2 separate regions of the Pan troglodytes genome follow, and region 1 is linked to region 2. A link is a contact called in public capture Hi-C data. All regions are on one chromosome and are shown on one strand. The core of a region is the stretch at or near the end of the contact, and the rest is flanking DNA. Distances in the headings are between cores, read along the strand shown. Region 1 overlaps FMNL2 (formin like 2). Region 2 overlaps CACNB4 (calcium voltage-gated channel auxiliary subunit beta 4).

Region 1 (2,948 bases), core at 423-2,922, 590 kb after region 2:
GAAGCATTATAAGATCCTTATGAGTCTTTGATAGCTCGAGATCAGGCAATTTCTACAAGGCCTTTAATCTTTCTTTATTATTCATCCTTATTTAGACTGTTAATACTTAGTGATTGAAGCCCATTTGGTGAGATGTTTTGCTAGTGTGTTCAGTAACTCTCTCTCTCACTCTGGAACCAAGAGGCCAGACAGAATCAGGATGCCCAGTAGAATGAAGAGACAGAGCTGAGCTAATATTCTGAAGCCTCCTGGGAAGTCAGAAAGCTATGACATCACTTGGCCTCTGGATCCACAGGCAACACGAGGGTCTTATCTCTTCAATGGGCAGGTGTGTTCTTGGAGACCAAGACAGAAGACCAAGAGGAGAGCCCCATAGTTTATCTAGTTGAGAGTTTTCTTTGTATTTTATAGAGAAAATAGTAGTAGTGTGAAATATGCATTTGAAGAATAAGGCTTCCTTCCTCTCAAGTCTGTGATAGAACAACCTGGCTCCCTTTCCCCCGGTAGGTCACCTGAGACAGGCTGCTGAGCAGGTGGAACCTTTGCCGTCTGTCTGGGAGGATGTGCTCGGATCCTCACAATGCGAATTTGGACTTTGGTTGATTGTTTTTCATGTAAAAATTATTCCTATCCTATGGAATGCCTAGCACAGTTCAGTATTGCTGTTTGGTACCACTACGATGAAATAATTTTTTTCTTCCCTCTTCTAAAAAGGATAATTTTAAAAATGAAATAGTTGAGTCTTGGAGGCAGGCCTGAATGGAAATGAATTTTTGGCTCTGTGCCGCCTCGTGAAATGTGTCCAAGAAGCATGAAATTCTATGCTGAGTGCGTGAACTGCTGAGCCGCTTGACTCTAACCATATCTAATTTTTTTTGTATTTTCTCTGTTCTTTCTGCTTCCACAAAAGATGGGCCAATCAAGCTTTTCTGTAGGTTGCTCCTCACTGAGTGTGTTGAGTATTTGCCATGTGTTTCTGTTGGTCACACTGTGCCTTGACATCTTTCCACTCCATTTTGCTTTGATCCATTGCATTTTGACTTTGTGTCTGTGGGAAGTCTTGGTGGTGGCTGATGATGATTCCAGGTTTGCCCACACATTCTAGTTGAATCTACATAAGAGACTATTGTCCTTGAAGCAGACATCCTGGATTCACATGCCCTCTTCCATTTCCTCTGAGAAAAGGTGTTTTTTTCTTCTTCTTCTTCTTTTAATTTTTATATTTGTATCTGAGGCTTCAACTCTAAGAACAAAAAAAAGGTGCCAGGTGCCCCTTTTCCATTCCCTCCCTCATGCTGGTCTCTGGCCCACTCCAGGGAGCACTCACCTGCCTTTAGCCCGAGCCATGGGGACACAGTGTGTCCAGTGGTCACCTATGTGCTTTCCTCCTCTTCCCACTCCCACCCTGGTTAAAGCCAGGAAAACCTTTCCAAGGAGGAGAACTTTCTTGCCTGTGTTCTGATCTCAGGCTTATTCCTGACCTTGCTAAATAGTTAGAAGGGTGGTTGCAAATGGCAAACTTCTAGCAAGCGTCATGAGCCTACCATGTCTGTGAGAGGAAGGTAGGAAGCCATTGGCACCAACCTGTCACCTCAGGTTATGAAAAGACTCCTCTGCAGCCCTTCTGCTGCTCCCCAGATCCCTAACATTGCTGAAGTGCCAGAGGCAGTGCTAGGGCAAGTGCTAGAGGAAAGTCTGTTCCTTTGTCCCATCGAGAACATCCGTTTTCCTGGGTAGCGTAGACAAAATGCTGTATGGCGAGGAATCTGACACTGTGGCGTAGTGGGGACAAAGGTGTCATGTTCGGTGGTGGAGAGGCCTGGTTTGGCTAAAGCTGTGTCTGTTTTTCTGCATGCTTTTGTGTGGATTTATCAGATGACATTCCTGCTGTTTAAATGGCCTTTGTAACTCTGGAGGAATGAGAGGCACTGTCTGTCTCAGTTAACGCCAACTGAGGCAGGCAGGCAGGCAGCCAGCTACAAGCTTAGTCGTGTGTTGCTTTTATTTTGTTCTGCACTGAAGCGCTGAAGTTCTCCTCCCTGTCTTGCTAATAATGACAAATAGTGAAGCTCCCAAGTAGTGTGGTAGGCTACCCAGAACAGACTGACGAAGCTGAATGTGTATGGCTAAATGGTTTGGGAAGACTTCTTTATGATATATAATAGATAAATATAATTTTAAATGGATTACCTTTTTTGGCATATTCCCTCACAGTGAGAGGAGTTGGCACTCGCCATAGTCCCTTAAAGATACATCCCATTCTCTCTATTAAGAGGTTTTCAGTATTTTTAATGAGTGTGTAGATACCTCCTAGTCAAACACAGCTGACTCCTGGGAAGAACTTGCTTTTCAAAAAGAAGGGCAAGGGACTGTGGCTATTTCTGAGTCTGAGAATCCATACAATTCCTTCCCTTCCCTTCCCTTCCCTTCCCTCCCTCCCTCCCTCCCTCCCTCCCTCCCTTCCTTCCTTCCTTCCTTCTTCCCTCCCTCCCTCCCTCCCATCTCAAAAAAGAGGAGTTTCCTCCCTTCCTCCCTTCCTTCCTCTTTTTTGAGATGGAGTTTCGCTCTTGTTGCCCAGGCTAGAGTGCTATGGCGTGATCTCGGTGCACTGCAACCTCTGCCTCCCGGGTTCAAGCGATTCTCCTGCCTCAGCCTTCCGAGTAGCTAGGATTATAGGTGCACACCACCACAACTGGCTAATTTGTGTATTTTTAGTAGAGACAGGGTTTCACCATGTTGGCTAGGCTGGTCTTGAACTCCTGACCTCAGGTGATCCACCTGCCTTGGCCTCCCAAAGTGCTAGGACTTTGAGCCACCACGCCCAGCAATTTCTTTTCCTTCCCCGCCCGCCCCTTTTATTTATTTATTTTTAAGACAGAGTCTTGGTCTTTATGTACCCCTTTGTTCGCTCTGTTGTCTTAAACATTTTCTTAGGCTGGGCAAGATGG
Region 2 (2,891 bases), core at 171-2,670:
ACTTCCACAGTGCTGGGATTATAGGCAGGAACCACTGTGCCTGGCCAGTAAATTTTATGTTACATGTTTTTTACCACATTAATTTTTTTTAAGTGTTAAGTGTGGTGAAAGGCAGATTTCAGTGAGGATGTCGACCTCTAGAAGCAGAGTTTCCAGAGTCTTGGAAGTAATATTTCTGGGGTACTTTAGGCTACTCAGACCATGTTTAGAGTATTCTGTCTTATTTTGTACACAACGGCCTTGGACCATGGCTGGAAGACATGTCAGTCTTGGCTATGCCTTCTAGTGTAACATAGAACAAGTATACTCTGCCATGACATGAGATTCCTTCGAAAAGTTTCACCTGACAAATATTAATTGAGAATGCCAGGAAGTGCACTAGATGCTAGAAAGCAGCTATCATGAACTTCAGCTTCAAAAAGGCAGTGAACCTGAGCAGAACCCTTATTTGGGTGTTTCTATCTCCAAACGTTCTTGATGGCCTTAGCCACAAGATGGCGCATGTAGACCATTTCCACACTTGCGGCTCAGGCCAGTTGATTCTTGCGGGGGCATAGGTTCCCAAGCGCTTATGTAGGGTATTCTTCCCTGGGCTTCTGTTTTGTTACCTTCTCAATGAGTCATGTCCGAGAAGCTTGGTTTGGTTAGAAGTAATATAATATCCTGCTTACCTCCTTTGAACAAGTACTCAAAGGTGGATATTACAATAACACACTTGCCATACCTAATAATATTACAAGACTCTCCTTTGAATATGAATCAGGGAAGTGCTTCTGTGGCAATCTATATCCCGTCAATTTACAAACTGAGTGATTGCAAGAATAAATAAATCCTGCTTTGGCCCAAATGTCAATCTTTGCTAAAGGAATATGTCTGTGGACATTACAGAGGAATCGTGCCATTCTTAAATCTACTTACACCCTGCTGCTGCAAATGCTTACGTATCTGACTTGTTTTAAGGTATTTCAAAGCCAAAAGAGAGGCAAGAAATAAATGCTCACACATTTTGAAGTATTCCATGAACAACTGAATAATGTGACCTTCTGACTCCCAGTGAGCCTAAATTTTTCTCATTCTTCTTGCTTAGACCAAAAGCACATATCCCCTCTCAGGTGAAGGCACAGCATTTAGGATGACACTCTTCTTTTCCTAAGGATGGGAGGGAGAGAAAGAAATGCTCTAGGGAGACATGGCCTCCCTCTGAGACCTAAAGGGAGGAGGGAAGATTTTTCTTCTCCCATTTGGTCGAAAGTCAGCCAGGTGAGCCACCATGAGCCAAGACCTCAGCAGGCCTGCAGCACTGCTGCTCCCCCTTCATCTTTGGAGCTGCTCACCAACTGCTACAGCAGGGAGCTGGCCGGGCCCCAGCCTGCAGTGAACACAGAGCCAGGCTGCAACAGCTGGATGCAGAAGGGAACCACCCCCAAGGAGGCCGTGACAAAACGTAGGGCCCAGGGAATCTTCAGCATTCATCTGGCCAGGAAAACTGGGGAGGATCAGAGGGCCCCCAAAGAAATGCATGTCAGGAACCTACTGGGATCTACCATGCTGTATTTGGAGGCAGGAGGTGGGGGTAGCTTTCATAAATCCTGCCAATGGCAAAGTTCCTAAATTCTTCAAAGCATCAAGGATGCTGGCCTGCAATGGGAATGCAGAACAAAAAGTCTTGTAAAGTAAGGGGTTGGTGAGCTTGTAATTCTGGGGTTTGGTAATTCTCACACCAGAGTGTGCACAAGTTGCTGAGAACCACGCAACAGCCCTCCCTGGCCTTTTCCAAGTTCTGCTGCTTGCCTTTGGCCTAATGAGCCAAATTCAGACTGTATATCCCCAATGCAGCTTCTACTGACAGACAAGGGTTTGGCAAGAAGCTGGAATGCAGCTTGATTGCAGATAATGAGTGTGTTCAGCAGAGATGATGAGCACTTGGGACACAGGCTTCTACCTCAGCACCGAGTCTGGCTGGGAGATGGAAGAGGATAGGTGTGCGTGAGCAGCTGGAGGCACAGAAGAGGAAAGGCCCACTACTCTGCTGCAGCCTGCTGGCTCGTATAACAGCTCATTAACAGCAGAGGCTGAGACTTCCTTTTCCTCTTTCCACAAAAGACATGGCAATAAAAGCAGGACAGGCTGCAAACTCAGCCATTTTCAAAGACTCATGGCATGCGAGATTGGGAGGAGGGTGACCAGCTGTGGCCACAGAGATGGGGACAGAGGCCCTGACTGGTGCTAGGACTTGGCTGTAGTTACACACGTTAGTGGTGGAGAGGGACAGTTCCCTCAGGCCTTCCACCTCCCAGCCCAGGACACTCTGGACAGGAAATCTCCCCCTCTCTTCCCAGCCCTGTATGTCCCCACCCCAAGAGGGTGCGACACTTCCTCATGTTCCCTGCTGGCCCATTGGCTAGAGCTCTGGACGGATATAGAGGAAAGATAATAAAGTAATTCAGAACTGAGGTCATTGCTTGCTTAGTTAATATAGGGATAATTAAACAGCATTTAAAGAAAATGGTTTAGCTGTATAAGCAAACATTTCCTTGTATTTAAAAAAAAGCAAGAAACATAGTTTTCTGAGGTCTCTACTTAAGAATCTTATTATTGGGCCGAGCGCGGTGGCTCACACCTGTAATCCCAGCACTCTGGGAGGCTGAGGCCGATGGATCACGAGGTCAGGAGTTCAAGACCAGACTGGCCAAGATGGTGAAACCCCATCTCTACTAAAAATACAAAAATTAGCCAGGTGTGGTGGTGGGTGCCTGTAATCCTAGCTACTCGGGAGGCTGAGGCAGAGAACTGCTTGAACCCGGGAGGCGGAGGTTGCAGTGAGCTGAGATCTCGACACTGCACTCCAGCCTGGGCGACAGAGCGAGACTCTGTCTCAAAAAAAAAAAAAA

The links. Capture Hi-C pulls out chosen DNA fragments and counts their contacts.
Region 1: a capture Hi-C map of stem cell-derived neural stem cells shows a contact between it and region 2, with 6 times the contacts expected there. The contact joins two enhancer-like sites. A contact is called at or near these places in 3 of 7 Hi-C or Micro-C datasets (induced pluripotent stem cells and stem cell-derived neural progenitor cells) and 1 of 1 other capture datasets (stem cell-derived neural stem cells).

What each region holds. Positions count from the first base shown.
Region 1 is chr13:54,649,874-54,652,821 of NHGRI_mPanTro3-v2.0_pri, forward strand. The region is part of intron 17 of FMNL2 (formin like 2); the gene reads left to right. Among named protein-coding and RNA genes, the nearest start is that of ARL6IP6, 97 kb to the right of the region's middle. Within about 2 kb of position 1,673, at least 5 of the 24 cell types and tissues checked have an H3K27ac peak or open chromatin away from gene starts, as enhancers often do. A contact at or near this core is called in stem cell-derived neural stem cells, where this site is marked.
Region 2 is chr13:54,064,936-54,067,826 of NHGRI_mPanTro3-v2.0_pri, forward strand. The region is part of intron 2 of CACNB4 (calcium voltage-gated channel auxiliary subunit beta 4); the gene reads right to left. Among named protein-coding and RNA genes, the nearest start is that of CACNB4, 61 kb to the right of the region's middle. Within about 2 kb of position 1,421, at least 7 of the 24 cell types and tissues checked have an H3K27ac peak or open chromatin away from gene starts, as enhancers often do. A contact at or near this core is called in stem cell-derived neural stem cells, where this site is marked.